Regions from separate parts of the Mus musculus genome. Here regions 2, 3, 4, 5 and 6 are each linked to region 1. The links are chromatin contacts, called in public Hi-C, HiChIP or PLAC-seq and promoter capture Hi-C maps. All regions are on one chromosome and are shown on one strand. The core of a region is the stretch at or near the end of the contact, and the rest is flanking DNA. Distances in the headings are between cores, read along the strand shown.

The links. Promoter capture Hi-C pulls out the DNA fragments that hold promoters and counts their contacts. Hi-C and Micro-C count contacts between places; a contact is called where the count stands out from the background. HiChIP or PLAC-seq counts read pairs in DNA pulled down with a chosen protein or histone mark.
Region 2: an H3K4me3 HiChIP or PLAC-seq map of the 230-238 cell line shows a contact between it and region 1, with 13 read pairs. The contact joins the enhancer-like site here to the promoter of BC005537 in region 1. A contact is called at or near these places in 2 of 39 promoter capture datasets (neutrophils and pre-B cells), 3 of 115 datasets of contacts at active chromatin or transcription factors (the 230-238 cell line, large pre-B cells and pro-B cells) and 1 of 9 other capture datasets (liver).
Region 3: a Hi-C map of B cells shows a contact between it and region 1, with 13 read pairs. The contact joins the enhancer-like site here to the promoter of BC005537 in region 1. A contact is called at or near these places in 11 of 39 promoter capture datasets (the C10 cell line, HPC-7-derived erythroid cells, fetal liver and 7 more), 1 of 484 Hi-C or Micro-C datasets (B cells), 9 of 115 datasets of contacts at active chromatin or transcription factors (the 230-238 cell line, DN3 thymocytes, the HPC-7 cell line and 6 more) and 3 of 9 other capture datasets (adipose tissue, liver and pancreatic islet).
Region 4: a contact with region 1 is called in an H3K27ac HiChIP or PLAC-seq map of regulatory T cells, with 6 times the contacts expected there. The contact joins the enhancer-like site here to the promoter of BC005537 in region 1. A contact is called at or near these places in 2 of 39 promoter capture datasets (hippocampal neurons and liver), 11 of 115 datasets of contacts at active chromatin or transcription factors (CD8 T cells, the SCID.adh cell line, bone marrow-derived dendritic cells and 7 more) and 1 of 9 other capture datasets (liver).
Region 5: a promoter capture Hi-C map of fetal liver shows a contact between it and region 1, with 5 times the contacts expected there. The contact joins the enhancer-like site here to the promoter of BC005537 in region 1. A contact is called at or near these places in 4 of 39 promoter capture datasets (the C10 cell line, fetal liver, pre-B cells and 1 more), 2 of 484 Hi-C or Micro-C datasets (CD4 T cells and regulatory T cells), 7 of 115 datasets of contacts at active chromatin or transcription factors (the 230-238 cell line, CD8 T cells, effector CD8 T cells and 4 more) and 2 of 9 other capture datasets (adipose tissue and liver).
Region 6: a contact with region 1 is called in an H3K4me3 HiChIP or PLAC-seq map of the 230-238 cell line, with 22 read pairs. The contact joins the enhancer-like site here to the promoter of BC005537 in region 1. A contact is called at or near these places in 5 of 39 promoter capture datasets (hematopoietic stem and progenitor cells, hippocampal neurons, liver and 1 more), 2 of 484 Hi-C or Micro-C datasets (B cells and CD8 T cells), 8 of 115 datasets of contacts at active chromatin or transcription factors (the 230-238 cell line, CD8 T cells, the SCID.adh cell line and 4 more) and 1 of 9 other capture datasets (liver).

The regions. Positions count from the first base shown.
Region 1 is chr13:24,799,658-24,804,395 of GRCm38.p6, reverse strand. BC005537 (cDNA sequence BC005537) reads right to left here and starts at 2,739. Exons shown (of 5, transcript NM_024473.3): 1 at 887-2,739. The coding sequence starts at 1,015.
Region 2 is chr13:24,396,314-24,400,663 of GRCm38.p6, reverse strand. All of the region lies in intron 2 of Cmah (cytidine monophospho-N-acetylneuraminic acid hydroxylase), which reads right to left. Among named protein-coding and RNA genes, the nearest start is that of Gm11342, 23 kb to the right of the region's middle. Within about 2 kb of position 1,708, at least 23 of the 459 cell types and tissues checked have an H3K27ac peak or open chromatin away from gene starts, as enhancers often do. A contact at or near this core is called in the 230-238 cell line, pre-B cells and pro-B cells, where this site is marked.
Region 3 is chr13:24,512,518-24,517,509 of GRCm38.p6, reverse strand. It overlaps a transcript of Ripor2 not described here. Among named protein-coding and RNA genes, the nearest start is that of Gm22013, 28 kb to the right of the region's middle. Within about 2 kb of position 2,274, at least 32 of the 459 cell types and tissues checked have an H3K27ac peak or open chromatin away from gene starts, as enhancers often do. A contact at or near this core is called in the 230-238 cell line, B cells, the HPC-7 cell line and 3 more, where this site is marked.
Region 4 is chr13:24,466,675-24,471,482 of GRCm38.p6, reverse strand. It overlaps Cmah (cytidine monophospho-N-acetylneuraminic acid hydroxylase), which reads right to left. Exons shown (of 17, transcript NM_001111110.2): 15 at 4,608-4,723; 16 at 2,840-2,936; 17 at 1-1,712. The coding sequence ends at 2,861. Among named protein-coding and RNA genes, the nearest start is that of Gm22013, 18 kb to the left of the region's middle. Within about 2 kb of position 3,517, at least 13 of the 459 cell types and tissues checked have an H3K27ac peak or open chromatin away from gene starts, as enhancers often do. A contact at or near this core is called in CD8 T cells and regulatory T cells, where this site is marked.
Region 5 is chr13:24,416,596-24,421,375 of GRCm38.p6, reverse strand. It overlaps Cmah (cytidine monophospho-N-acetylneuraminic acid hydroxylase), which reads right to left. Exons shown (of 17, transcript NM_001111110.2): 3 at 4,366-4,475; 4 at 3,952-4,152. The coding sequence starts at 4,376. Among named protein-coding and RNA genes, the nearest start is that of Gm11342, 43 kb to the right of the region's middle. Within about 2 kb of position 1,620, at least 31 of the 459 cell types and tissues checked have an H3K27ac peak or open chromatin away from gene starts, as enhancers often do. A contact at or near this core is called in CD8 T cells, fetal liver, memory CD8 T cells and 1 more, where this site is marked.
Region 6 is chr13:24,442,861-24,447,356 of GRCm38.p6, reverse strand. All of the region lies in intron 11 of Cmah (cytidine monophospho-N-acetylneuraminic acid hydroxylase), which reads right to left. Among named protein-coding and RNA genes, the nearest start is that of Gm22013, 42 kb to the left of the region's middle. Within about 2 kb of position 2,511, at least 77 of the 459 cell types and tissues checked have an H3K27ac peak or open chromatin away from gene starts, as enhancers often do. A contact at or near this core is called in the 230-238 cell line, B cells, bone marrow-derived dendritic cells and 3 more, where this site is marked.

The DNA of each region.
Region 1 (4,738 bases), core at 1,490-3,989:
ACAAGCACACACACAAAAAACAGAAAATGTGAAAATAACATCTTCAAAATACTCCAATATAAAAACTTCTCTGGAACCACTTTGCCATGAGCTTACTCTAACAGGGACCACTCTGCCATGAGCTTACTCTAACAGGGACCACTCTGCCATGAGCTTACTCTAACAGGTGAAGGTTCTCAAGTACAAACCTTAAGATTGGGGCAACAAGCATGGAAAGTTACAAAAAGTACTAAACAGATTGCATGCTAAGATTACATTTCTCATTAGAGGCAGACCACTTTCAGTGCAAAAGTCAAAGTTTGCACTTCTTTTATTCATAACCCAATCTTATGTCAAACAGCCCTACTGACAAATGTCCATCTTGAATTGCAAAACAATACTGCTTTCATTGAATTCTGTTTGCCTTTCACTCAAATTCATCTAATATTTAACTATGGAACTAGATCATAAACACACACCCAACATCCTCTTGATTTTTAACGTTAAAAAAATAGCAATTCTAAACAAAAATTTACCATTTCAGTTTTTAGCTGCTTCTGAAGTTTAAATGTATTCCTTCATTAACTATATCTTAAGAAATGTCACCTACATGGAGACATCCTATGTAACTTTACTAAAGTTCCCTTTTGTTCTACATAAAAGTTTCAGTTATACAGTCCAATGTCAACTAAAAGTGTATTCTACTAAGCCCTTAGAATTATTTCAGTCAATATGATGAGCCCTCCATTTTCTCTAAGGTCTCTATTCACAGACTAACCCCAGCAGTAAAAAGCAGTAGTCTTACTCCAAACACTCTTAAACCTAATATTTATAAAACACTGAAGTATCAAATAATACACACTTACAAACCCACTTGTACTAATTCACAGTAAGAACTTTAAATTACCTTCTCCTTGAACACAAAGGCAATGTACATCTTGAAGTCAAACTGGTCAGCTAGAGATTCTTTTTTCTTTCTAAGCTGAGCACGTAGTCTGTTCAGAGCTTGTTTCTTCCGGGAGTTTGGGTCCCCCATTTTGAAATACAGGTGGTACTAAAGCCTTTGGAAATTGTCACTAAACTATGGGCACTTTTTCTTAAGACTCAAGTACAACAGAAACAAGTCATTTTTTTTCCTGCTAATATGATTGAATAGCTAAATCACAACTGTAACCCCCAAACTGCACCTTCTAACAATATTAGCAGACTGTCATACCACAGGGTCAAGAAACAAAAGTTGCTGTCCAGTCATGTTTGGACAATAATGTTTGGGGGTTAGATGGGGAAGGTGAAGGGGAAGGAAAGAAAGAGGAGAAAAAAACTTGGAACTAACTTTCTGGAAAACACATGTGGCTAAACTGCCAAAATAAAAGCCATTGAGGGGAAAATGAAAAACCGATCATCAGGATTTAGGTGCGCAGTAAAACACAGCTGACACCGGTCCAATCCTTGAAACCCATTCGCATAGTCCCTTTTCAGAAAAGGGATTAAGAAATTGAGAAAAGGGAGGGAAAATTGTGATGTTGCTTCCCAAATACAGGGAAAAAAAAAATACCCCCCCCAAAACAAAAAACCCAAAAACTGAAAACCACCAAAACAGGGTAGGTGAATGAAACTGAAATCCCCAGTTGGATTTTACCCAGCCAGATCCATGGCTGTAGTACCTGATTAATTCTTAGTTATTTCAGATTTCACTACTGCTATGAACTGTCAGTGCTTTGCTATTGATTACACTTGGTGGTGAGCAAAGAGAAAAGTGCAAAATCAGCAGAGAAAGAAGGGGAGAGGTACAGGGTTTCCCTGCAATCAACTACAGTGTATACCGGGGGTGGACAGCTGTTGCCCAAAGGAGTCATGAGAAAAAACAGCGGAGTCATTACCAACTTCCCCATCACCCACGTTTTCACCCTCAGGCGGCTGCGAACGCTGCTGCCAAGGAGAACCATGATGGCAGAGGGAAAGGGGGGTCTATTAAACGGTATTAATAGTTATTCCGGCTCTGTGATTAGCCCTGATTAATGCCCGGGATCCAAGCACCCTTAGCCCTGCGGTGGGTTCTACATTCCCCGGGGAGCCCTCCGTATAAATTTGACCCCGTTCAAGTTCGGGATGGTAGGGAGTTCGATTATCTTCGTGTGAGCATGGCTGAGGCTAAGGTGGCGGGTTCTCCCACGTCCCAGGCCGGGCCCGGGGATCACCTGCCTTCGACCCCCAGGTCCCACCCACAACCCCTGGCCTTCAGCGGCAGCGACTCACTCGCACCACGGGAGACACTGGATCACTCGGGTTCTCACTCATTTCAATGTGGAAACAATTCCCGCCCGGGTAGAGGAGGCGGGAAGAGAGTTAAGTAGGAAGGATCAGTTGGGAGGAGGGGAAAAGAAGAGAATAATCGTGTTAATAATAATTACTTCTTAAAAGGAAGCCCACCCTCCCACCCCAAAAAAAAGCAAGGAATGAAGTTCCCGGGTTCTAGATTCGCTTTTCCCGTTCAACAGCCCATGTTTCCCGAGTGGGGGCGGCTGGGTGGTTTCCCAAGGGGACAGAGAGGCCGGGATCTAGGCGGCAGGGCGGGGTCCCCGCGGAGAGGAGAGCGGGACTCGCAGGCCGACCGTCGGTGGGCCGTCTAGCCGCAGCCTGCGGGCGGAGCGGCGGCTGCGGAGGAGGAGGCGGCGGCGGCGGCGGGGGCGCTGCTCGTGGCGCGGGCGGGAGCCATGTCAAGAGAACACGACGGGCCGACGGAGCCCCTCCATGCCCGCTGCGCTGCGCTCTGTGGCCGGGCCACGCGCGCTGCTGCCGCCACTCAGCCCCCACCTGGGCCCCATAGTCGGGCTCGGCGCCCCGGGCGGCGACGGAGGGAAGGACGCGGCGCGGGGTTGGTAGGGGGAGGGGGGAGACGGCGAGGAAGAGGAAAGCGCGCGGGAGGGAAGAGGGAAGGAGGGGAGCCCTGCGCTACGGCCTGTCCGCGGAGTGAGCCCGGCAAAGTTGTCTCGGTTCGAGCGTCGGCTCCCGAGGCCTGCTTCGCCCAACAGTCCGGTTCAGGAAGATAGTCCAAGAGAGAGCCCCGACGGATGGGGGGAGAGAGCCGCAACGGAGGAGGAGGTCGAGCGTCCGCGGGGCCACAGCCTCGGTTCCCCCACCCCCCGCACCGGAGTGGCTTCAGAAGCAGCGGCTGCCGCTGGAACCTCCCGGGTCCGGGGCTGAGTCGCGTTTGAGGAAAAGAAACAAGAACAAACAACTTAAAATGGCAGCGACGGCTGCTGCGTCACCCGCCCCTCCGCGGCACCGCCCCGAGCGCTCTACGCCTGCGCGCGCCCCGGACGCTACCATCTGTGGCAAAAACTGAAGGGGGAGGCGGGAAAAGAAGCGTGAAGGTTTTCACAGTTATGGAGACAGAAAAACCGAAAAGCTAGTAATGTGTGACATATAAAAGTCGGTATAAATAGTGAGTAGCTTTGAAATTAGGCTTTCAGTAAGATACTTCTTTTCCTAGGGGTGTTTGAGAACACACATTTCCCCTATTTATCAATATGGAAAGTCCTAAGGCGTGGCAAGGGTCTCCCGCCACTCCCTCCGCCCCTCTGTCCCTCCGTCAGGCTGTCCAGGTCTCCCCCGCCCCGTCCTTTTACGTCATAAGAGCACGCCCCCTACGCCCTCCATGACGAAGCGGAGAGAGTAGCTCCACCCTGGGCTATGCTGGGGAGCGGTAGTTGGACTTAGGGGGTGGGGTAGGGTGGGGGTCCTGTTAAAGCAGCGGTTCTCAACCTGTGGGTCGCACCCCATACGGGAGAATCCAATGATCCTTTTATAGAGGTTGCCTAAGACCATCGGAAAACATTAACATTCATAACAGCAGCAACATTACAGTTAAGAAGTAGCAACAGAAATTTACGGTTGGGAGTCAGCACAATATGAGGAACAGTACTGAAGGATCTTAGCAATGGGGAGGTTGAGAATCACTGCTCCAGAGATGCTCAAAAGCCAAAGCCGGGGAAGTGGGCGGAAAAATGGGTGTTGGAAGGGCCAGAGTGAGGAAGAAACCCGGAAGACTGAAGGGTGGTTAGGGTCATTTTATTATTCCCTAGAAGTCGGCCAGTTGGCAACAACGGAGAAATCATTTCGAGTTAGCGGAATGAAGCTTGCTTGCACCCCAACGAGTATAGCCTCAGTCCATGCGCCTCTATCCTCACCCCTCTTCCTGCACCACCAAGGCGAACGGACCTCGGGCTTTAAGCGACAGAAGCCCTTGTATGCGTTGTTGCTAGGATCGGAAGAGGCAGCCGAACTCTACGTGTGATTCCTCCACCACAGTGAACAGGGATCCCCGAGAACCTCAGACCTACGTCCCATCTTCTCCTGACTCTCTATCCTCAACGGTAAATGGGACACTGGAACGTTTACTGCTGAATCACGCCGTCCTTGACCCCAAAGAGCGCTCATTCGGTTTGTGAGACTCTGGTGTGATAAAAACGAAGTTACATAATTAATCAGCGAAGGTTGATACTCCACATGAACAAAGCCTGGGTGCTGCATTCCTGACTACTCGGTCGAAACTTTTAAAAGTCCAGTCTCCTAAATAGCTGCTTTTCACTTCGTGAAATCAAAATCTATTAGCTGCAATCACCCTTTATCCATAAGCCAAAGAAAATAAATAAAATCCTATTTTTATGTTTGCCTGCATGCATACTTGTGCCCAGACACCAGAAGAAGGTATCGGATCCCCTAGAACTGGAGTTCAAGATGTACTAGGGCCCATTCT
Region 2 (4,350 bases), core at 459-2,958, 400 kb after region 1:
AGGTTCATTCTTGTTAAATATGAGAACATAGCTATAGAACCCAATCTGGTCAGTGTACTCTGAATCCGGATATGGCCTTCTGCCTTGCTTTCCCAGATTATACCTGGGAAGATACACACCAGGCAATTGTGTTTACATCAGTCTGTCCTGAGGCAGTTCTGGGAACGGGCTGCTCTGTTAATATTTAGTATGTGCTTTCTGGCATTTACTTACATATTTTTCTGATCATGTTTTTTTCTGGCCATGTTTTTCTGAACTCAACCTTCCTTGCATTATTGCTTTTTTTTTTTTTTTTTTTTTTTTTTTTTTTTTTTTTGCTACATTCATATATAGAAGTGTACTGAAATTGAAGTAAGTTTTTCTACACCATTAAACTACAATTTGCCCCGTTCTTTCAGCATCTTGAATCCTGGGTCTTGAAGACACAGTTCTGAATAGGCCATCAAAAGTTGATACCATGCTCATAATTGTTTTATTGATAACAACTGTTTTGCCTAGGCTAGCAGTCAATCCGGATCATACTTATCTGTTTCATACTTAACAGTGGAATAGCCAGTGTTTTCTGCTTCAGGAACAGCAAGCTCTAAGGGCTTATACTGGTAAAATAAATAAATAGATAGATAGATAGATAGATAGATAGATAGATAGATAGATAGATAGATAGATAGATAGATAAAGTCTTGACTGTTACATGATGATATCTTGGGAGGCCTACAAGTAATTATAAAGAGTAAATACATTAAGTAAATTTAAATAAAATGTGTTTTTAAATGCATTCTTCCTGTAACTTAAAAACCTAAACGGTTTTATGATAAACTAGTGTGTCCTGTCCCAAATAATCTTGTCTTGTTTCAAGTTGCCAATTTAAATAATAATAATAATATAATTAAGCAACATAATTTGTTTTCTGAAAGGCCTGGTAGCATATATCCATAATCCCAGCACTCAGAAAGCAAAAGTAGGAAGTTTGTAGTTCAAGGCCAGCCTGAGACACTGTACACAAAATTACTTAAAAAAATCATAATAATTGTAAAAAAAAAAAAAAAGGCCAGTTAGTGATAGAGAATGAATCTTTTGCTAGGAAAAACTAAAGAGGAAATAAAGATACATTTTTGTGGTACTAGATGTTGAACTGAGGGCTCCGTGTGCTGGTAAGTCCTCTGCCACTGTTGATTTTTTACTTTTAGTATTGATATAGGAGCTCAAGCGGTTGCCCACGGCACGGTTTCCTCGAGTTAGCAATCTTCTCGTCATAACGTCCTGAGTAGCTGGAATTAAAGGTCTGCACCACCGTTCTCAGGTAGAGAAAGAAAAATCTTTGCATAACTTCCATATGATAGAACAAGATTTTATTATTGTATAGACTTACTAAAATAGATAGGACAGGACTATAAGATAAGCAAAGGAAAGGAAAACAGTCCAGGATGGTAATTACACAGTCCTGAGAAGTTACTTTGTGTCTCAGAGTGCTCCTGATGTATACAGAGGCCTCTCAAATGCTGCTCTGGATTCTGATACTGACTTTTCTTGGCTGCTAGAGATGCTCTTTATGGTTTTTTTTTTTAACAACATAAGGGTGACTGAAGCAAAAATTTTAAAAAAAGAGAGAGAGAGAGAGAGACAGCAAGCAGTTTTACTGAAAGTCACCCTGCAGTCCCCTTGAGGGAACTTTGAAGGAAGAAGCCACTTCAGGTATGGTGGTACGATTTCCTGGGTTCATCATGCCGTATAAAGAGGGCATGAAACCAAAAGGTTGTGTTTGTGTGTGTATGTTAAAGTATAAAGGGGATCATGAGAAGGAAGGAAGAGGTATCAAGGGAGGAAGAGAGGAAAACTCAAGTTGAGCTTTGCTCTTAGCTTCTTAAATTCCACAAAAAGGATGGCACATATTCAGTGTGTTTAGAAACATGTGCATGATCTGAAAGCAGAAGATGGACTCTTGGGAGAAGGAGGGCAACCATCTGGAGGAAGAAGTGGGCCCCAGGGTGCAGACACTGGGTCGAGAAAGCAAATGAGAACAAACTATACGCATGAAGATGCCAAAAGGAAACCCGTTACTTTGCATGTCAAATTTATTTATGCTTAAAATAGACTCAAGTGAACCTAACAATGTCTATAAACAAGGTCCAAAACTCACTGAAAACAAGGGATTAATCACAAGCATCTCCAAGCTGCCGATTTTGGTCTGTTTTAATCTCCTGACTGATTCTGCTATTTTGAGTTAGAACCTACAGTTGCGTTTGTATCAGATTGTGTCAGAAGACACAAAAATTCATTTTGCTTTTGTTGTATTCTCTCAGTTGACCTGTTTGCCTGTTTTGGAATAAATTTCCCCAAGACATTAAGTATATATTTCCTGGGTTATTTAAATGAGGAATATAAGTTTTCTAATTTTATTCAAGACTTCCCTCAAAATTTGCTGAGCTTTAAAGTACTACACTAAAACAATTACAAAAGGAACTCAGGTGATGGAAGCAATTGTGACCTTAAGATGTATCACAGTTTGGCAGTGGGGGAAGTGATACCCTAAGGAGGACAACACAATGTCTACCCACTCAGAAGTTGTCTTGGAGGATTAATCTTCATCTCCTTAGCCTCTCAAGGATGAAAAGCGGGGACTAGAGAGATGGCTTAGGGGTTAAGAGAGCTTACTGCACAATCATAAGGGCTGAAGATCCCAGCACGCATTTAACAAGCTGGGCATCGCACATGTGTCAGTTAACCCCTGCTCTGAATGGGGCAAAGGCAGGAGGTTTGCTGGTACTTGCTGGCTCCCAGCCTAACTAAGAAGACAGGAGCCCTAGATTCAAGGAGAGACCCTGCCTCAAAGAAATAGGCTGTGAACATAGAGGACGATACCTGATGCCTTCTTCTGGCCTCTGAGTGGGTACATCCCTGACCACCCATACCCACACAGAGACATACCGAGAGAGGGAGAAAGAGAGAGAATGAGAGAGAGAGAGAGAGAGAGAGAGAGAGAGAGAGAGAGAACTTCACAGCTTCTGTATTTCTCTCTGATCTCCCCTCAGCCACACTATCTGTCCACCTCATTCTCTATAGACAGCAAGCTCTTGGGCTCCTGACCACTCATTTTCAGGTAAGCCGTAGAAGAAACCCGAGCCTTATTTCCCCAAGCAAACCACACCATTGAAAACAGTATTCAAATCTTCCCCTTACCTTTCTGTCTTAGAGCTAGCCATGAAGACATTTGTTGACTTGTCTTGCCTGAGAGTAGATCCTAAGACCTGTGTTTTACAAGAGATACTGTGCTAAAAGTCAGGAGAAAGGAATGTGTGCAGACAGAACAAGAAGACTCAAGGCAGATGGGCTTGCTGACTTCCCACTCAGATTATTGTCTGATTAGATCATCTATCTTTTGCTCAAACACATCAGACAATGGCTGTCCATGCTTCAATTCCTCTTATGCCAGCAAGTTACCCATGAACGTCACCAAAAGGCCCATGAAAATCCTATTACTTCCTCCAGCTGCTTTTATTTATCATTATACTGTTTGTGTGATAATATGTGTGTCCATGTGCAAATACATGTTATGACACGCATGTGGAGCTCAGAGGACAACTTTTGAGAGCCAACACTCTCTTTTACCATGTGGCTCAAGCTCAGGACCACCAAGCTAGCAGCCAGCGCCTTTACCTACTGGGGTACATTACCTGCCCCCTTCAGTTCATTTTAATCTACAGTCTTGCTCTTAATGACATGTAGTCTTCATTCATTTCCTCAAAATATAGCCATGTGCCTGGAATACTCTCTGCCTCCTGTGCACATATTTAGCTTCCTTACCTCTCAGCCCCAAGTCAATTCTCATCAAGGAAGACTTCGCAGAGAAGGGGAAATTCACTACAAGCATGACCCTCTCACAGTACCATGACCTTTTCCTTCGTGGGACATATCCAAAGTTATCGTTTGGTTTTTAGCTCTGCTGTTTATCGATTTCTCTATTCCATAGAAAACTGTCAGACATATGTATACATGAGTCTTCATGGTTCCTCCGCAGCCTGACGCACAAAAGGATTTTAATAAACAGTTGGGTGACCATTGCAACTAATAGCCCACACAGGTGATTCCCACAGAATCTTCTCAGGAACCTACGATTTAAACCTGATGCCACCCAAGGGTATCTTCACAACAGTTGTGTGCTTACTTGTAAAAGTAAAACGAGATGTTACATTTGACATTCTAGATTTCAAAAGTATAACAGAAGGCACCCCGAATGCTGACTAGGAAGTGCTCTAAAGGATGATTTGTACTGTGTTTGATATTCCCCAACAGAAAGAGAAGGCGGGTGGGAAATTGTTCCCACAAATGGTCAGCATCTTATTGGCAGGTGTT
Region 3 (4,992 bases), core at 1,025-3,524, 290 kb after region 1:
CCTGTGGTCCTTTAGTGAGTTCCGGCACGTGGGAAGCTGTGTTTCTTTGGGGTCAAAAGTCAGACTTGTAGGAGACTGAAGCAGGGATGGGTTTTGAGGTGTTGGTTTAATCCATGGGCTTCTGGGTTTCCAAAGGATGCTACATTTGCCCTCAATGCCAGCGTTCAGAAAACAAATTGTTAAGGGTAGACATCTTGTGTGGGATTAAAAGCCACAGGGATGCTCGGTTTTTCTAAATAACAAGTTTGTTTGTTTATAACAAGTTTGTTTGTTTGTTTGTTTGTTTGTTTCATGTAACCAGGCTGGCCTTGAATTCTCTATGTAGCTGAGAATAACATCTAACGCCTGATTTTTCCTTAATTTCCTGGTGTGCTATATCATAGACATATACCAGCCAATATGTTTATACAGTGCTGAGATCGAACCCAAGACCTTATACATAAGTAGGCTAACAACTACTCTACCAAAGGAACCAGTTACATCCCCAGCCCACACATGAACCATTTATGCCTGCATGCAGGTCTGTGTACCACACGTTTATAGCGCCTGTGGAAGAGAGCATTGTCTCTTCTGGGACTGGAATTACAGATGGTTTGAGCTGCCATATAGGTGTTGGGAGTCAAACCTTGGTCCTGGAGGAGCAGCCAGCAGAGCTCTTAACAGCCGAGCCATCTCTCCAGCCCCAAGGGAGCCACTTTTGAAAGCCTTTTACTCAGCAAGATAGTTCTATAAATGATTGTTACTTACAAGTTACAGACTGAACAAAACCACTCAGAACCCCATAAAAGCTTTCATTTCAGGCTACTGTGTGCAGAAAAGAGGGGCATTATTTTACTTCCATTTATTGACATGGTGATGGGGGTCCTTCTGTTAGATATTTGCATAGCTACAATATGCAGAGAAGACAGGATTGGGTTTCCCTTGGTAAGGCTTATGATAATGTACATGGGTGATCTAGAGAATATCTGTGCTAAGCAAATGAAAACCAACCACAGGGCTAGGTGTGAAAGGTTCATGTCTAATACTGGTGTCCAAGAGACTCACGCAAGAGGACTATCTTAAGATTTAGGTCAACCCAGGCTGCATAGTAAGGGCCAGACCAGCCAACGCTACAGAGTTAGGCCTTGTCTCATAAAAACAAACCAAAATGGAATGAAAAGAAGAAAAAGAAGAAGAAGAAAGAAAGGACAGAAGGCAGATTGCAGGCATGAGTGTTCTGAAGGACTTTGGAAGTTCAGCATGGCAGCCAGCGAGGCAGTCACTATAAATCCTTGGTTTTCCTTCAAAATGAGAATTGCCAGAACCCCTCAAACACTCATTATCCTATAAACACTCATTATCCTATAAACACTCATTATCCTATGGTGGTTGCTGTACATTTGTCTTCTCTTTTTGCTCTACTTTTTTTTTTTTTTTTTTTCTGAGACAGGGTTTCTCTGTGTAGCCCTGGCTGTTCTGGAACTCACTTTGTAGACCAGGCTGGTCTTGAACTCAGAAATCTGCCTGCCTCTGCCTCCCAAGTGCTGGGATTAAAGGCGTGCACCATCACTACCCAGCTACATTTTTTAAAGTTAAAAAAACCCAAACATATGCATATTTCTCAAAACCTCATTTGTATGAATTCCACAATATGAATTGTCACACAGTGATTTTCGAATTGGTGAACATTCCCTGTAAAACAGTGGCCCTCATCTTAAAAGGTCCTGGACAATTTCAAATAGAAAAAAATATATAGAGAGGAAAGTGTTAAGGATATGGAAAAAGATTGCCTCTGAAATGAAGATGGCGAGAGCCAAGAGGCTAGAGGCTGGGAGCTAGAGATTGCAGGCTGAGACTGGAGGGCAGGAAGCTGGGAGATAGAGGTTAAAGGTCAGGACTGGAAGCAGGAAGCTCTAGAGGCTGAGACCCAGAGAATAGCAGCTGAAGGCTAGAGGGGGCAGGAGCCAACAAAGGTTTGAATCTCCAGGAGACCATAGTTAAGGAGGGCAGTTTCATTAGACACTTCCTCTTTTTCTTTCAGCTTGTGTGTGTGTGTACGTGAGTGTGTGCATGAGTGTGTGTGTGCTTGTATCACTGCATGGATGAAGGTTAGAGGACAATCTGTAAAAGTTGATTCTCCCTCAGGGGACAGGAGTCTTGAACTGGTTGACTTTCTCTGCAAGATAAAGAATTAAAAGGCAGGAAAGTCTTGAGCACAGCAGATAGAGGTAGAGACATTGCAAACACAGCAGAGTAGCAGAGTCAGCGGTTAAAGAAAGACGTTGATTGGGGGGAGGAAACTCACAGGTACAGCAAGACACAGAGGGAAAAACCTCTCTGCCAAACAGAGGGGGCGGGGCTCAGATACAGAGAGGGGGCGGGGCTCAGATGCAGAGAGGGGGCGGGGCTCAGATGCAGTCTCTCATCTGGGGCTCGGGTTTAAGCATCAGTTGATGGGCCCTCCTCTCCTAATCTAGGGATGGTCAGGGTAAATGACAGGGTAGCTGAGAGGTCTACAACTTTGGTGTAAACATCTGGCTTTGAACTTGTCTGACCAGTCCTTCAGCATGCTGATCTCACTGGCTGGAGAAAAAAAAAAGCCTGCTAGTCTTTGGTTTTAAGCTGCCAGGCTTTGGTCTCTGGTCAGAAGGGCAAGGAAGAAGCCACCATCTTGGAAGTTGACTTATCCTTATTACTTACCTGTCTTAGTCATGGCCCCTCTCCCTATCTGTCTGTCTATCAGGCATCAAATGTCTAGTCTGTGGTGGTCTGAATGAGAATGGTCCCATAGTCTCATGGTCGAATGCTCAGTTCCCAGTTAGTGGGAATGTTTGAACACTGTTAGGAGACATGGCCTTGCTGGCGTAGGGTGTGGCCCGTTGGAGGAGTTATGTCACTGGGGGTGGGCTTTAAGGTTTAGGAAACCCAAGACAGGTCCAGTCTCACTCTCTTTTCCTCCTGCTTGCTGATGAGGATGTAAGCTCTTAGCTACTGCTTCCATACTATGCCTGCCTGCCTGCTTGCTGCTACATTCCCCACCACGATGACCATAGACTTAACTTTCTGAAACTGTAAGTAAGCCCCATTGAAATACTTTCTTCTGTAAGTTGCCTTGGTCATGGTGTTGCATCTCAGCAATAGTAACTAACTAAGACCTAGTCTCTCAGGTCCCAGGGTTCAAATTCAGGTTGTCAAGCTTGCCAGCAAGCATCTCTAACCACTGACCCTCCTGCCAGCCCATATTTTATTTTTGAAGTAGAAAGTTTAAAAAGAATTTGAATAGCTCTGACAAACTATTTCTTCATGCTTTATCTTCATGCAAGGACTTACTCCATGTGCTTGGCTGCACTGACAAGGCATCAGAAGCCCAGAGAAGTGACATGAAGTATCAGGACCCTGAACACAAGCAGCTTCCAGCCTGCTCTAGGTCTCAAAGGGGCAGAGTTCAAGAGTAAATTGCAAATAACCCCAAAGTTGGAAAGGAAGGCTTACCTGGGGAGAGTTGGGGCCCAGGGTCTAATAAAGTATAGACAAGTGTGCTGTGGCATCCATTTCCTCCAACATATCACAGAAGAAAGGGTTCCGTGTTATATGTTGTGAAGGAAGTAGGTCACCACATCCTTGGTTAAGCTACAAAAAGGACATTAGGCACGGACTCTTGGGCACTGAAATCCCATGAGCTCAGATGCAGTGTTGGACCGAGCTGGGTCCCTGCTCAATGTGAGGGTTGGGCCTTTGCAGATCTTGGAAGTGGTGGGTCCAAGGCACAAGAAGTAGCTTAGCCAGAGACCTTGGTAAACTGGCTCCACAGAGATTGAGCCTTCCCACCTGCTCTCAGATCACACAGATCGCTCTCTGAGGAAAGGAGGAAACACTAGCTGAGCCCAGCCTGAGTTGCTGAGTGACCACGTTATTTCCTCAGTGGACCCCACCCCTCACACTAAAAGAAACCCCAGGCCTCAGAATTAGATGCTCTGAAATGACTTAAACTGGTGGCCAGTGTTTCTCATGCTGTTCTTAGGGTCTGAATAGTTACCTGCGGCAGACAACACTATCCGGTCCTGACCTGCTCACAGGACCACCCCTAGTGAAAAACAGAGGGCTCTTGGACTCTGCCAGTGAGTGGAAGGTGGAGCCTCTAATTAACTAACTAATTAATTACCTCAGTTTTCACATGAGGAAAAGTGAGGCGCTGCAACCAAGCAAGACTTCCAGCTTTGTAATCAGTGAGTTCACACATGAAGGACAGAGATAGCAAGTTTTAATTATTTCTTTTTTCAGGTTGACACATTAGGCCACACCATCTGGTCCACACTGGTGTCAAGAACTGGGGGGAAAACAAGGCTGACCCCATGCAGGAGGAAGAATGGAAAGACTGAGGGTGGATATGAGAGCCAGCAGGGGCAGGAGAGGACTTGACCAGAAGAGAAATGGATAAAGGTTTTAGTTTCATGACTGCCTTGTGATAAAATACCTCAACACAAGGAAGCTTAAGAGAAAAAGGTTGCTGCGTTCACAATTCCAGGTTACAGTCCGTCATAGTGGGGACGTCAAGGCAGCAGAAACCTAAAACAGTCACATCAGCTAAGAGCAGAGAATGCACGCATAGTTAGTTCTTTTCTCTACTCTTACACTCCAGGGTGTGGACCTAGGCAATGGTGCTGATGACTTACAGGGCAGGTCTTCCACCATCTATTAAGATAATCAAGAGACACTGCCCACCAAGACAAGCCCACCTGATCTGGGGAACTTTCTTCCTAGGTGATTCCAGATGGTGTTAATAAGAAAATTAAAATTAGCCATCCAGCTTCGTTCTAGCTGTAGCCAAAAGAACATAGTTGACTGTGTTAGGTGGGTGAGGCCCCTGGCTGATGTCCTACAGAGGCGTAGTGTCAGAGCAGGGAGTGGATCAGGGCTCTGACCAGTGTGCTTACAGCCTCCTCCTACCTTCTCATGCAATGCAAAAGCAGGTGCTGCTGTGGAAAGAGGAGAACTGTGTATCTCATCCTGAAG
Region 4 (4,808 bases), core at 2,268-4,767, 330 kb after region 1:
CTATTTTTTTTTATTTTTATTAACAACAGGGAGGAGATGTAGTCTCCCCTCCCCCAGCCTGAAACCTGCTTGCTCAGGGGTGGAGCTTCCTGCTCAATCATTCTGCCATGCCCACTGCTGGAACCTGCCACTTTGCTGTTCAGAGCCTTGCACGTGGTCACCTTGCTATTGGACCCCAAGATTAATTGGCGGGAATCGGGCCCCCTTCCCCTGCTTTATAATTGCGTGCAGAACAGTAAAATTGAGCTTTGATCAGAATGCCTGTCTTAGCTGCATTTCTTTCTCTCACCGCCTAGCCCCTCTTCTCTTCCAGGTTTCCAAAATGCCTTTCCAGGCTAGAACCCAGGTTGTGATCTGCTGGCCAGACACAACAATATTCTATAGATTTTAAAAATATTTTCTCCCTAAGATTATTAACTAGTTGTATTAGTCAGGGTTCTCTAGAGTCACAGAACTTATGGATAGTCTCTAGATAGTAAAGGAATTTATTGATGACTTACAGTCGGCAGCCCAATTCTCATGAGCCATCAATCAAAGATCTATTGAACTCTTATGTGGGGAGCCGCCCTCACATTCACCGTTACAAGATGGCGCTGACATCCTGTGTTCTAAATGGTAAACAAATAATCTGCACGTGTGCCAAGGGTAGTTCTCCACTCCATGTGCTCTGCCTTCCCCATGACGACAACTCGGCCAATGGGCTGCAGCCAATCAGGGAGCGACACGTTCTAGGCGGAGGATAATTCTCCTTAAAAGGGACGGGGTTTCACCATTCTCTCTCTTGCTCCTGAAGATGTAAGCAATAAAGCTTTTGCCGCAGAAGATTCCGGTTTGTTGCGTCTTTCCTGGCCGGTGGCGAACGCGTGTAAGACTCTTAGGACCCCCGGGCTTCATTAATTGACACATTTCACAACAGAATCAAAGTCATTTCGGTTCTAGTGAGATGGGAAGTAGATGGTGCCAAGAGCTCTCTGAAAAGCTGAAAACATTGTCCTGCAGCTGCCTGGGGTACGGATCTATCAAAGAACACAAGAGCCATTTTTACATTCTTCTCTCTACCGGCAGCATCTTCTCATTCCCATTTTCTTCTAGTCTCCCCACCTTCCTCCCAGCCCACATGTCTTCTCTAGCTTTCTTCTTTTTTGCTGCTGGAGTCTGGTAGCCTTCCTTTCCTGTTCCTACTGTGCTGACACTCACTTTTCCTTCTGTTAGGCTTTATCTCCCATGCAGAGCTCATTCTTGGCTTTCCTTGGTTCTCCTTGCACAAGAGTGTACATGGGATGAATTTAGGGTTATACAGGTGTGTGTGTGTGTGTGTGTGTGTGTGTGTGTGTGTGTGTGTGTTGGAACCCAGGGCCTCATATGCTCTAAGCACATGCTATACTACCAAGCCACAACACCAGCCCCGATAAAAGTAGTTCTGAGTCCGTCTATGCGACAATGCACACCAGGCACATATGTGAACATCCCTTAAATGTAGTGTTTGCCCATTGCTGAGAGAAACTTGTCTTCTTTGGTATAAACTGCTGCTGTGTTCAAGATTTAAGAGCAAATTCTTGATTTGGGGGCATTGTTTGCCATCTCTGAATAAAAGACACTGCCAATGAATAATGGTAGTTATGGCTGTGTCTATGAAAGTGTTTCCAGAAAGGTTTATCGAAGCAGGGGAGACCCATCTTGAATGTTCAGGCACCATCCTCTGGGCTGGGGTCCTAGATTGAATAGAAAGAGCAAGTGAGCAAAGAACAAACATTCATTTCTCATTGGGATGACTGGGGCAGCCAGTCACTGCTTCTGACCTGCCTTCCCCAACACTGTCTGTTTGCCCAACTGTGAGCTAAGACAAACCCTTCCTTTCTTCGGTTGATTTTGTCCGTTACTTTCTCACAGTTATGAAATGTGTTCTTTACTCCCTTGAGTGTGTATCACGTACAAAATTATGCAGTGGGGCTGTGGCACTGTGCATCAAGGCGATTATACAAAACTGTCTACTTTATATGTATATACATGAACTTGTGCATGTGTCAGAGGTCCGTTCAGGTGTGTCTTCCTTAAGAGATGGCCACCTTGTTTTGAGACTGGATCTCATTGGCTGGAACCCACTGGTTAGGATAGGCTGGCTGGCCAGCAAGCCCCAGAGATCTGCCTGTCTTCCTCTTCTTAGCACTGGAATGACAAACATGCTCCACCAAGCCTGCCTTTCTGTATGGATGCTGAGGAGTAACTTGGGTTCCCATACGCATATGACAAACACTTTCCCAACTAAGTCATCTCTGTAGTCCTGCCACTGTACTGCAGAGGCAAGTATTAACACATAATAAATACAGAGGGTGGGCACTGGTGGGATAAATGAATATAAATGCATGGGTCAAGAAAATTACCGTTTCCACAGCATGTGGCCTTTTTGATCACATGTAGGTTGGAGCAAGCTTTGTAGCACAGCTAACAAGACTCTATGCTTAGCTATGGGAAGGGCAAATCTGACTTGTGCCACAAAAGCTGATCTCAGGCTCCGTCTCAGCCATTGCTTTTAGCAATTTTCTTTCCCGGTTTTATTGTTCTCTCTCCTTTTGTACTCAGGATTTCTCTCCAAAACAGCATCTGTTTTCCTTTGTAGACTGTGTCACCTCAACCCTTTCAAGCAGCCTGTGGACTCTGAGCAGGTGAGCTCACTAGTTTATACCTCTATACCTTTATATGTTTATTCTTATGCCTTAAGTGTTTTCATGCAATCTCTCTTTCATGATCCCTTGGAAGTCACATTTCCTGTAATTCAGGTGACAGAGCGAAAGCCATACGATACATGGCTAGGTGTCTACCAGTCCCACACGGTGCTTACCTGGGACTTACCAGGTCCAGACTAATCACAGTGCATTAGGAACGACTTCCAGTTGGGTGGTGTTAGAGGGAGTTTTATCTGAAAATGATTCCAAAACCTGCAAGAAACAAAGCAAAGAGACATGAACATTGAATGTCAAAGCCTCTTGCTTGGCCAGGAATTCTTTGGTGCCTGGTCTCAGCTCTCCCCAGAGGACAGTCTTGCTCTGCTGTTTCAGTAACTGAATTTTTGAGACCCTTAAAACAGGACAGCTATCTGTCTGTTTGTGGTGAGCCCACTTTACGGAGTTCCCATTAGTGAAAGTTACCCTCATACAAGATGCACAAAAGCATCATGTTGGAGTGTTAGTGAAGGTGACCACACCCCCTTAGATGTAGGAAGGTGAACCTGCTCCCTGAAGAATGGCCTGGCTGAACTAGCCCCAGAAATGGCACACACAAGAACTCAGGAAAGCATGGGGGACTTGCCAAGAGATGCAGACATGACTCATCCAACCACTGTTTCAAATGGTAAGAAGCAGATTGTCTATACTTGTGTGGCACTGAGACACTGTGGTATCATCTGCCCCCACCCCCAGCAATAGGTGACAAGTTTTTGAAGACGTTATATCCACAGAAGTGTGGGTATGCAGAGATATAGGCCAGGAAGACACAGCCCTTTATCAAGAGTCATCCTGAGAGAGGGCAGAGGGAGAGGCAGGAAACAGACAGGTTTCACAGGAGGGGCAACTGAAACCATAAGGGCTATAACAGACGACACATACTCCTACGTTCTTTATATTTTAAAATACAATTTTAAGACACTAAGGGGTGGGGGCTGCGTGTGGTAGCTCACACCTGTTATCTCAGTATTTTGGAAGCTGAGCCAGGGAGGATCATGGGAGGTTTGGGGACAGCTTAGGTTCTGAAATGAGTTCCAGGCTGATCTGGGGTATAGAACGAAGGCCTGTCTCAACCAACCCAACCAAACAAAGGAAACCAAAATTTTAAAAGAAATAAGTTTAAAAAAATGTAAACGAATATTTCAATGCACTCGCTAGAGGGCTTTACTTAGACGTTCTAATTTTTTTAAAAATTCTACTCTAATTAGTTTATTTTGTGTGTGTTTCTATGTGTGTGAGAATGCATGCATGTGTGCCTGGTGTGCATGTAGTGGTCAGAGAACAACGTTCAGTAGTCATCTCTTTCCCTCCACTGTATGTCCCACTGGAACTGAATTCCGGTCAGCAGGCTTAACAACAGAACCCGTTCCTGCCGAACCATCTCTGCAGCCCAGACATTTTACATAATAGGACTTTTCAAAATTAAATGTCTTCATCTTTTCAGAGAGCCAGTAGTGATGGTAAGACTACATTCTTTTCACTGACCTTGTGCATGTAAAGATAGAAATCTTTCTCAGATCCCAAATATGATCTTAATAATATGTGAAGTTTCTGAGTATAAGCAAGCACAAATACAGTGGGCCATTCCTGTAAACCCCCAGTCTACAGAACACTGAGCTCAAGTTTCTTGTTAAAAAGGAGAGCCAGATATGATGTAAACCCAGCCTATGAGAGACGATGAAGTAGAGATTGTCAGGAGTTAGCCTGGGCAACAGGATGATATGTTGTCAAAAACACAGAGGAAAAAAAAAAGATGGAGCCCCATATCTCTGCTAACTTGGGGAGCACGGTCAGCCAGTGACTACACTTCCCTGTATAACCCCCTGTGCCCCATGCCCCTCCCCACACACAGCCCCGTGGCCTCAAGCATTCTCAGGATAGGCTTACAGATGATGGTATATATCAGGGTCCCGCAGCAATCGGGTCTGGAATCCAATATACAGATCATCCCACAGCAGGCCGTTCTTCACCACGTACCTGATGACATCCACCCGGCTATGGATCTGAAATGGAAACACAGCAGCTCTCAGGGGGCCCTGGCAAGGTTTGGGAGTCCATTCCCTCCTATCCTTAGAAAAAGTAGCTACC
Region 5 (4,780 bases), core at 371-2,870, 380 kb after region 1:
TCCTTCCTTCCTTCCTTCCTTCCTATTTTCATTCCTTCTTGCTCTCTTCAGCTTTTTCGAAGAAGGATCTCATGTAGCTCAGGCTAGCCCTGACCTTATATGTAGCTGAGGCTGACCATGGCCTCCTCGTCTCCCTGCTGTTTCTCAGCTCTTCATTTCTAGGTATGCACCACCATTCACGACTCACTGCTCCAGGCCCTGTTCTGTTTTTCAGTCAGAATTTTATTTTGTAGCCCAAACTGGTCCCAGACAAAGAGAAGCCCTGCCTCGGTTTCCTAAGCCCTGGGCTTATGGGCGTGAGCTACTACGTCAGGCTCCCTTTCACTTCCCCAGAAAATGAAGCTTACCAGATCTGGGGAGGGGGGGTTAGTTGAAAATAGGGTACACCTTAGGTTGCTCATTCAGAAGTAGGGTACAAACCATTTCTGTTCTTATCTTTATAAATTTGTTTGTTGTTGGTTTTGTTTCAAGAGGGAAGGAATTTTTTTAAACCAAGAAATGGCTCTTACCAGAAGCATCATTTAAAATTTAAAAAACGGAAGGAAGGAATGAAGGAAGGAAGGAAGGAAGGAAGGAAGGAAGGAAGGAAGGAAGGATGGAAGGAAGGAAGGAAGGAAGGAAGGAAGAAAACTTAGAAAACATATCATGCTGCCATATCCCGGCTTTGTTGTATCCAGAATTTTTAAACGTCCTTTCTAGGGCGGCAAGAAAACATAGTCCACGGTTTGATTCATGAAGAATTACTTTGTAGTGCCTCCTTTCTCAGGAACTAGTGGGAAACAACCTCTAAAAATCAGGATGAGGCATTCCAGATGGAACTATAGAATATTCTAGAACCCAAGAAAGAACCAAGTATGGTTGTGTGCCAGCTTGATCGGAGGGCACTGGAAAGGGACAGGAGTAGGACAGGAGAAGAGAGAGGGGCAGGAGACAGGAGGGTATGGGAAAAGAATAGGAGATAAGAGAGAGGTGGAAGGGGTGGGCACAAGAAGGACCTCAGCTCCTCACACAGAAGCTATGAGAGCATTAGACTTAAGGACATGAGATGGACAGTTTCTAAGATCCTGGTTATGTGTCAGGAAGGACACTGGATGGCAGGAAGGAATGGACTATGCTTAACTGTACCCTGAGAAAGATGCTCTTCGATTGGCAAGGGTACAGAGGCTCCAGAAAAGAACGGCAGGTAGAGAGGCAAATGGGAGCCTCCACAGGCATGCAGGTTAACTACTGTGTGGTGCGCTCCACAGAGAATAAAGCCGAGAGTACCCAGCTTCCCTGTGAGGGCAGCAAAGAGAAGAGGTTTGTAGGCTGGGGGATGGCTCAGTGGCTTGTCATGCAGGCATGAGAATCAGTGTCTGAACCCCGGAATTCCTGTAAAACGCTCGCTCGAAGTGGCAGCATGTACCTAGAATCGGCACTGGGGATGTTGAGACAGAAGGATCCGGAGGGTTCCTACCTATCTATCCTAATTAGTGAGGTCCAGCTTCAGTGAGAGACTCTGAAAGCATAAGGCGGAGGGTGGAGTGGTATTCAGAAAGTTATCTTCTGTCAACATCCAGCCTCCACCTCTCACCCCACCCCCAATCCCCGACACCAGAGCTAAGCTGCTGGCAAACAAAAACTAAGATTAACCACACTAAGGCTTTGCGGAAGACAAGAATGGTTAATCTGTGGTGTGGAACTTACCATATTTAGGTGAGCAAACAACATAAAAATCATCACTTCTTCAAATAATCTGTGTACAGACCACAGGCAGTTGATGGCCCCACATAAATAATAACAGCAGTGAACATCAGTTGGATGCTTATCATATACTATGGTGATATTCTTTCAAACGCTTTTTGTAGGTTTTGAGTGAGTGGGTCTTCTTTGTGTGTGTGAGAATGTGTATATGCATGTGTGTGAGTGAAAAGTCACTACTGGGAGTTTTTCTCAATTTCTTTTCCATTTACTTTTTTCTCTTTTTGAAATTTATTTTCAATAATCCTTATTATTATATTTTTTTAAAAAAGCAGCTTGCAAATAAATAGAAAACACCATACACCAAAATTATCTAGACCCAAAGTTTGTTCAACTTAATAAACGTATATATAGTTAGAACTGACATTCAGAATGGAACATGAAACATCCCTTTAAATTTGACACTTTCAGTACTGAATATACTATATGCAGTTATCCACTACCCAAGCCAAAACATCCATGACACAACTAGAACTAGAAGAGCAAGTAGCACAATCTCCTTTATCCCAACATGTCTGTCATCGGCAGTTACTCCTTCTTCATTTCTTTCATTTGCTCTGAGAGACAGTATCTCTCTCTGAACCTGAAGCTCACTGATATTAAGCTAGACTGGCTGGCCAGGCAGCCCAGGGATCCTGCTGTGTCTGCCTCTCCAGAGGTTAGCATTGTAGGCGCACACCACAGTGCCTGGCCTTTTACATTAATGCTCTGGATCTGAACATGGCTCCCATGCTTCAACAGCAAATGTTTTACTCTCTCGGAATCCTGGCAATCTATTCACTTTCCAAGTGAGCAGACTGAGGCTGAGAAAGATGACGAGCTTGTTCCAGATTACTCCAGAGCTGAGAGTAGGAAGGCAGGCAGGCAGGCAGGCAAGGAGGAGAGAGCCCACTTCGCTTTAACATCTCCCTCAGTGGTTAGCTACATATGGCAAGACAGGAAATTCAATATCTCCCAAAGATAATCAGCAGGAGAACAAAACCTCTATCTCCCCCGAGTCCTGCAAGGATGTGTCAGAGATGAAGGAGGTGAGGCCCCCTGCCCTATTCCCTAGGAAGACGCCAACAACCCAAATTGAGTATTATCTGCAGTTTTGGCTATAGGTGTAACAGAGAGTCACAGTGGAAAGTCGACTAGGATGAGGAACTGTATCTGTAATCAAACAAGTCTATGGGTAGTTGTGAGAATATTCTAGACTTTGGGATTGTCCTCTGCATAATGATAGTGGGGTATTCTTGGAGAACTCCTCAGCTCTCTCTGTTACTGAGCTATCCACACAAGGCCACAGGTAAGATTGATCACACAAAGTAATGACAAGGCCCAACACCTAAGGATTCAACTCAAGTAGACCAGGGCAGGCTTTTAAAGGGTAGGGTCCAGCATTTATGAGGTAAATAGTGCTGACACAGCAGATGCCCAAGAATTCTCTTGAGATGTGCCAGATAGTTCTCCAAAGCCAAACAACTCTGTCCTAACATTGCTGCTGTCCAGAGGACAGACGTTCTCTATGGGGATGAAGGCTGGCAAAGGCATAGGCTCTTAGAAAAAACCAATCAGAACCCCACCATTGTGTAGGGGAGACAGCTGGGACTCTGTCTCTTTTCTAAGTGTAGCTAGGCTGACAGAAAAACAAAAAAAATCTACCAGCTTTTTAGCAACGTTTGGAAAGCATTCTCTGTCTGTTTGTCTCTCACTGGTGTGTGTGTGTGTGTGTGTGTGTGTGTGTGTGTGTGTGTGTGTGTGTGTGTATGTGTGAGTGTGTGGATGTGAGAGTGTGTGGATGTGGATGTGAGAATGTGTGTGTGAGTGTGAATGTATGTGAGTGTCTGTGTGTGTATGTGTGAGAGAGTGTGTGTGTGTGTTTGTGAGTGTGTGTGTGCTAATGTGCTTGCATGTCCTGGAAGAAGGACTTCTAGAAGAATTGAATCTTTGATGAATGCAATACCTCATATGTGTGCTCCTACCCCTGCAACCCAAACACCCCAATAGCTAGGACCATCAAGCTAACTTAGAGTTCTTAGAAAGAGAGAAGAGAAAGCAAATCTAAGCAAAACATAATTTTGAAGTCAGGAAACTGTTCCAATGAAACAAGAGGAAAACTTAGAAGCAATTTGCTGACTGGGTCATTTAAAATGTCCCGGGTGAGAAGCCTTCCTGTCAACTCTAACTGCAAACAGGGTCACTGGCAAGAGAGCAAAGGAGCCACGGTACCTTCCATCTAAATCCTCGATGTCTTTCATGAACAGGCCTCCCTGGTGCTTGCAGAGGTTCTTGCATGCCTTTAGATGGTCCTTCTCCTTGTATAAAATGTACTCTTTCCCAGTAGTCTTATTTCGAAAAAAATTGATCCCTTCCTTGAGGTTGGCAACTTCAGCAGGAGACAGGGTCAGCAGGGTCTCAGCTGTCTGTTTCCTGCTAGGAAGAGACAGGCATTACCAGAGGAGCATGCACCCGGTTGGGTTTGAAAGAATACACATTCTGAAAAGACAGCTGAAAATGTCTGAAGCATCTCCCACAACCCGGGCTCAGAGGCCCCCAATAGTGACTACCCTTTCTCCCCACCTTTTAAAATCCATGCAAATGTGCGCTCTGCTTTCATACAGAGCCGAGCCCTTTCTCACTTGCCTGTCCATCATCTGCCAGCTCCAGGGTATTTCAAAGCAGCTGCTGGTGTTCTTTCTACTTCTGCGAATCACACCAGGAAGGCGAGGATGGCGAGGATGACTTTAGACTGCCTGAAGAGTGAATGTTTACCCAAATTCACTATTTCCGTTGGTAGTTTCCTCCCCTGCGCCCCCTCCCCGACCTCTTTTAAAAGCCCGGGTCTTCAGTTCAGCTTTCTCTGGCTTCCCTTTTACACGTGGACATCCCTCAGCCCCAGAGGGAGTTCAAGTCCTGCAGGATCACCATCAACCTGCAGGGTCAGCTAGAACTCGCCCCTGGTTGGCCAAGCCTTCTGGATCCATCCCTTACTACTTGGTCTGACCTCCACCACTCAGAGTACCAAAACCAGCACCTGGTACGCCACCTGCTGGCCTAC
Region 6 (4,496 bases), core at 1,262-3,761, 360 kb after region 1:
TGTGGGACCCAGGATACGGTCTCTTTGTGGATGTTTAATATCACTTTGAAAAAGTGTCTGTTCTGGTACCCTGGGCTGAGTTCCTTATGAATGTCAATCAGACCCACAGGGGATGTCTGTGTCTTCCCCGACGCTTTGAATTCTTGGTCTTCCAAACATTGAAAGAAGAATCCCGAAGCCTCCAACTGCAGCTGTGGGTTTCCATTTCCCCCTTCAGTTCTATCAGTGTGTTTACAGATCTGATGTCAGGCACACACACAGCAGACTCTTCTGTCTCCTGAGTGAACTGACATTACTATGTTTCTCACACCCTGTTCTGAAGCCTACATTCATCTGGCATCAGCCGATCCTTTCTTCTTCAGCAGTAACTTTTTGTAGCCATTTATCTCTGTGCTTATGTTTGAAATGGATGTGTGTGTGTGTGTGTGTGTGTGTGTGTGTGTGTGTGTGTGTGTGTGTAACCACAGAGTCTGCCTTCCTTTATCCATGACGATCTCTATCATCTAGTAGTTTAATTTTCTTATTTTTTAAAAGAAGCTACCTTTTCTATTCTATCTCTACTTTCTGTGGGCCATGAAATCATAGAAGCTTGAGTGGGGCGCTGAAAAGGGACTGCTCTGGGCTACTCAATCATTCATATTTAATACAATTATCGGTATCTCTTGAGTTATGTCTGTCACTTATCTGTATTCCTCTGTTTCCTGATTCCCACTTTGGCTTCTTTTAAGTTACTTGCAAGTCTTTTGGTATTCTATTTAGTCTGCCTGTTAAATCTTTTTGGTCAATCACCTCCCTTATAAACTAGCTGCTCTGGGGATTATAATGTTATAACATTCTACACGATCTACACTAGTTTCTCACAATCTACTTGGATTACATCATGTGTGAATCTTGAATCACTTTGCTCTAATTGCCACGCTGGAGGTGCTTAGAGAACAGAAGTAAAATAGGAATGCTGTTTTGTTTATCACTGCAGAAGCTAGAAGGTCAAATTCGCTGTACAGCAGGACCCGTGCCTCCTGCATGCTGAGCTCGGACTCTGACCATGACCATTCCTGAGCCACCTCACCTTTGTCTCCTCATATCATCTTTCCTTCATGTGTCTCTGTGCCCAAATTGTGCCTTGTTTTAAGGACACTGGCCAACTCTTAAGTACAAGGTCTGCCCTCATGAAATCATTTTAACTAGATTCCTTTTGTATAGGCCCTACCTTCAAGCAAGCTCTATTTCTGAACTACTCAGGGCTCAGTGTTTTAATATAAAAATTTTGAACAGACACAGTTTAATCTATAACATCTCTCCATACTGATAGTTGTCTCGGTGTTACATCATCTTTCAAATTAAAAAACCTAATGAAAAAGCTGTCCACTAAATATGTCAAGATATTTTCATTTCTGTTCTCCCTCACAACCACGCCTCTTTAATCGAAGAACATCCCATGAGTTTTTCTAAGGCAGTGATCCCCAGAGCCCTCTCATCTGAGAATGTCTGCTTTCCTCTCTGCCCCAATACCTCTTTCCTGGATCTAGATGCAATTGTTTTGTCTTGTAAACACATTTAAAATTCCACTAACTTCCAGCCATCACTGTTTCTGATTAGAAGCCCAGTTATTTGAATTGTTTCCTCTGATAAAAACAAGCAAGCAAGCAAACAAACAAACAAAAAACCAAGGTAATTTGATATTGCTGTGTCTTTATGTTTTGGTAATTTTGTTCTGATGGGTCCAGGCTTCTTTTGATTCAAGTTTATATTGTTTGGGGCCTTACTGTGCTTCTAGCATCTAAGTTTCTGACCTTTATTAAGTTTAGTTCCATCCACCCACTCTTCCTCTTGTTTACATGCGTGGCCTTTACCTCTTCTTCATGGATACCTGACATTTGCCGTTGTCCCACGGGTCCCCTGTTCTTGTTTGTCCCAGTCTTTTTCTTCCTGTTTATAGGTTTCATGGCTTCTGTTGCTCTATCTTTAAGTTCACTTCCTCTTGCTGTTCTCAATCCCAGCAGGCCCTTGAAACACATCCAGGTGTTTGCCCTTGTAGACTGTGTAGTTTGAATGTAAATTTTCCATTTAGTTCTTCTATCTTCTCTCTGTGTGAGTAGCTTTCTTTCTGTCTTTACAGTCAAAGGATTTTGCCATTACTTATTGAAACATAACTTTTATAGATGTTTGATTTTTTTCCCTAATAATTCTAGCATCTGTGTCATTTTGGATCTACTATATATTGTGCTTCCCCTCGTGACATGGCAATGTTTTCCTGGTTTTCTTTATACTTAGTTTTTGATCTTATCTTTTTCCTTAGAAAACTATTTTATGATACTCTGGGTGTTGTTTCTATTTGTGGCAGTTTATACTTTCGTTTTAATAAATATTAAAAGCAGGTCATGTTTATGCTACAAGTTCAAAAATGCTATCTTCAGGCTGCGGTTTTCATTTCAGTTCCTCTTTTAGCTCTGTTCCACAATTGCCAAATCACCAGCATGGGGTCACACAGGTCACCAGTATGGGGCTTAAGCTGTGCTCTCTCTTGTACTTCAGTTGCAGAGTCTCCGTCTCCTGCTTATGGTCACAAAGTACAGCCAGTTGCCGAGCTCCAGAGTTTACTTGCTCTTCTGGCTCATTTTCATAAGCCATAACTCTCCCTGAAACATTCCCCAGTACTTTCTTGCCTCCCAAGTGTCTACTCTCTATCAATGTCAAATGATCCATCAGTAGAAAATAATCTACTGAGAAGCCAGGGCTTTGGCTTCCCTGACTGGATGAGTACTTTCTTTCTAAGAATTCCATTTACTTTGGGGCCAAGCATTAGAGAAAGAAAAACAGCAACAGAGCAAGACTCACGGCCTTTCTGCGTCTTCGGAAAGCTGGGGCAAGAACTGCTGCAAGTTCAAGGCTGGACCGGGATACTGCAGCAGACCCTGTCTCCCAAAGAGCAAACAGGGAAGGTAGGTGGAGCGAGTTGAGGGAAGAAGAGAAAGAGCAACAGGATTCTCTCTACTCTCTTGAAATCAAAGTCCTTCTGACCTGAGAGAAGGCTTCTTTCCCCTCTCCTGGGGTTTCATGGAGGCAGCCTTGTGACTGAAGCAGTCACCTGGGGACTTGGCAAGTGAAAAGGAAAGAACTAAAGGAAACAAAACCTTCCAGCTCAGAAGGTTCTCCTGCTTATTCTGATCTTCCTCGATTTCGACCCCACCCCTGCTCTACCCTGCTCCACCCTTACCCCAGCAATGTGTCCTGTTCTCACCAGCATTCAACACCACTCTTTGACTGTCTTGAGGAGAGAGAGAGAGAGAGGGAGAGGGAGAGAGGGAGAGAGAGAGAGAGAGAGAGAGAGAGAGAGAGAGAGAGAGAGAGAGAGAGAGAGAGACTATGGTTTTGAGAAAACAGAAGCATAGGGTGTGGCATAGTGGCACGTGCTCATAATCCTAGCATTTGGGGCTGAGCCAGAAGCATCTTGAGTTTGAAGCTAGCCTGGACTTCATCACAGGATACCATTCCCAAATAATCAAGTAAACACAAAGTTAAAACCTCAGCATCACTGAAGGGTTATTCTGTCAAGCTGTCATTTTGTTTCTATTTTCTGCGATTGTTTACTTTTCAGGGTCCTGAGGTCATAGGTCATACAGTTTGCTCAGTGTATGCTACTGCCCAATGGTTCACTGTGCAGAGCTCAGTTTGCCTATGGGGAAAGTGGGCTTGCATTAACCGTTTGAGGCTGAACAGGGAATATGATTTAATGCCTCCTTATACAAACTATCAGAGGATATGTCTACAATCCCACTACTGAGCTGTGATACAGTCATTTCCATGATCCTACAATTATTGTTTCCAGAAAATTTGCTTTCAGTGATCCCCCTAAATATGGTAAGGAGTCACAAGAAGAAAGGAAGTGAGAAAAGAAAAAAATACATATTTCCGGGAAACCTTCCAAATTTGACATTGTCTGAGGCATTTTATAGCTGTTTATGACCTAGACTCTGTGAAATAACTTTTAAAGCTGGGTTTGGTAGTACAGTTTTGCAGTCCTAATACTGGAGAGCTTGAGGGAGACAGATAATGAGCTTAAAGCTAGCTTAAACTACATAGGAAGAGCTTGTCTCAAGAAAATAACAATGATAGTTGGCTACTTCTTCTATTGTGTCCTGATCACAGACATTTAGAGTTCAGGTTGATATCAGCCTTGGGTTCCCCTGTTGGTACAACATATTTCTAAACTTTAAGCAGTCTAAAGCCTGAATCGTCCACTTCCCTGCTATGTTACACTGCCTGCCTCTGAGCTGTGCACTGGGTTACATCCATGGCAGTGTTTGGGGGTGCTTCTATTTTTCTATTTTGAGGTGGATAAAGACTAAAAGCCCTCTATCCCCTTCTTGGGTGTCCCTACATTGTTAGATGTGACAGTTGTGAATGCTGGCAAGTTCTTTTCTTTACCACCCCCTTTAACAATTCCTTAGGGACAAAATTAGTATTTGTCTAGTTAGATATACCAGTTGTTAAAA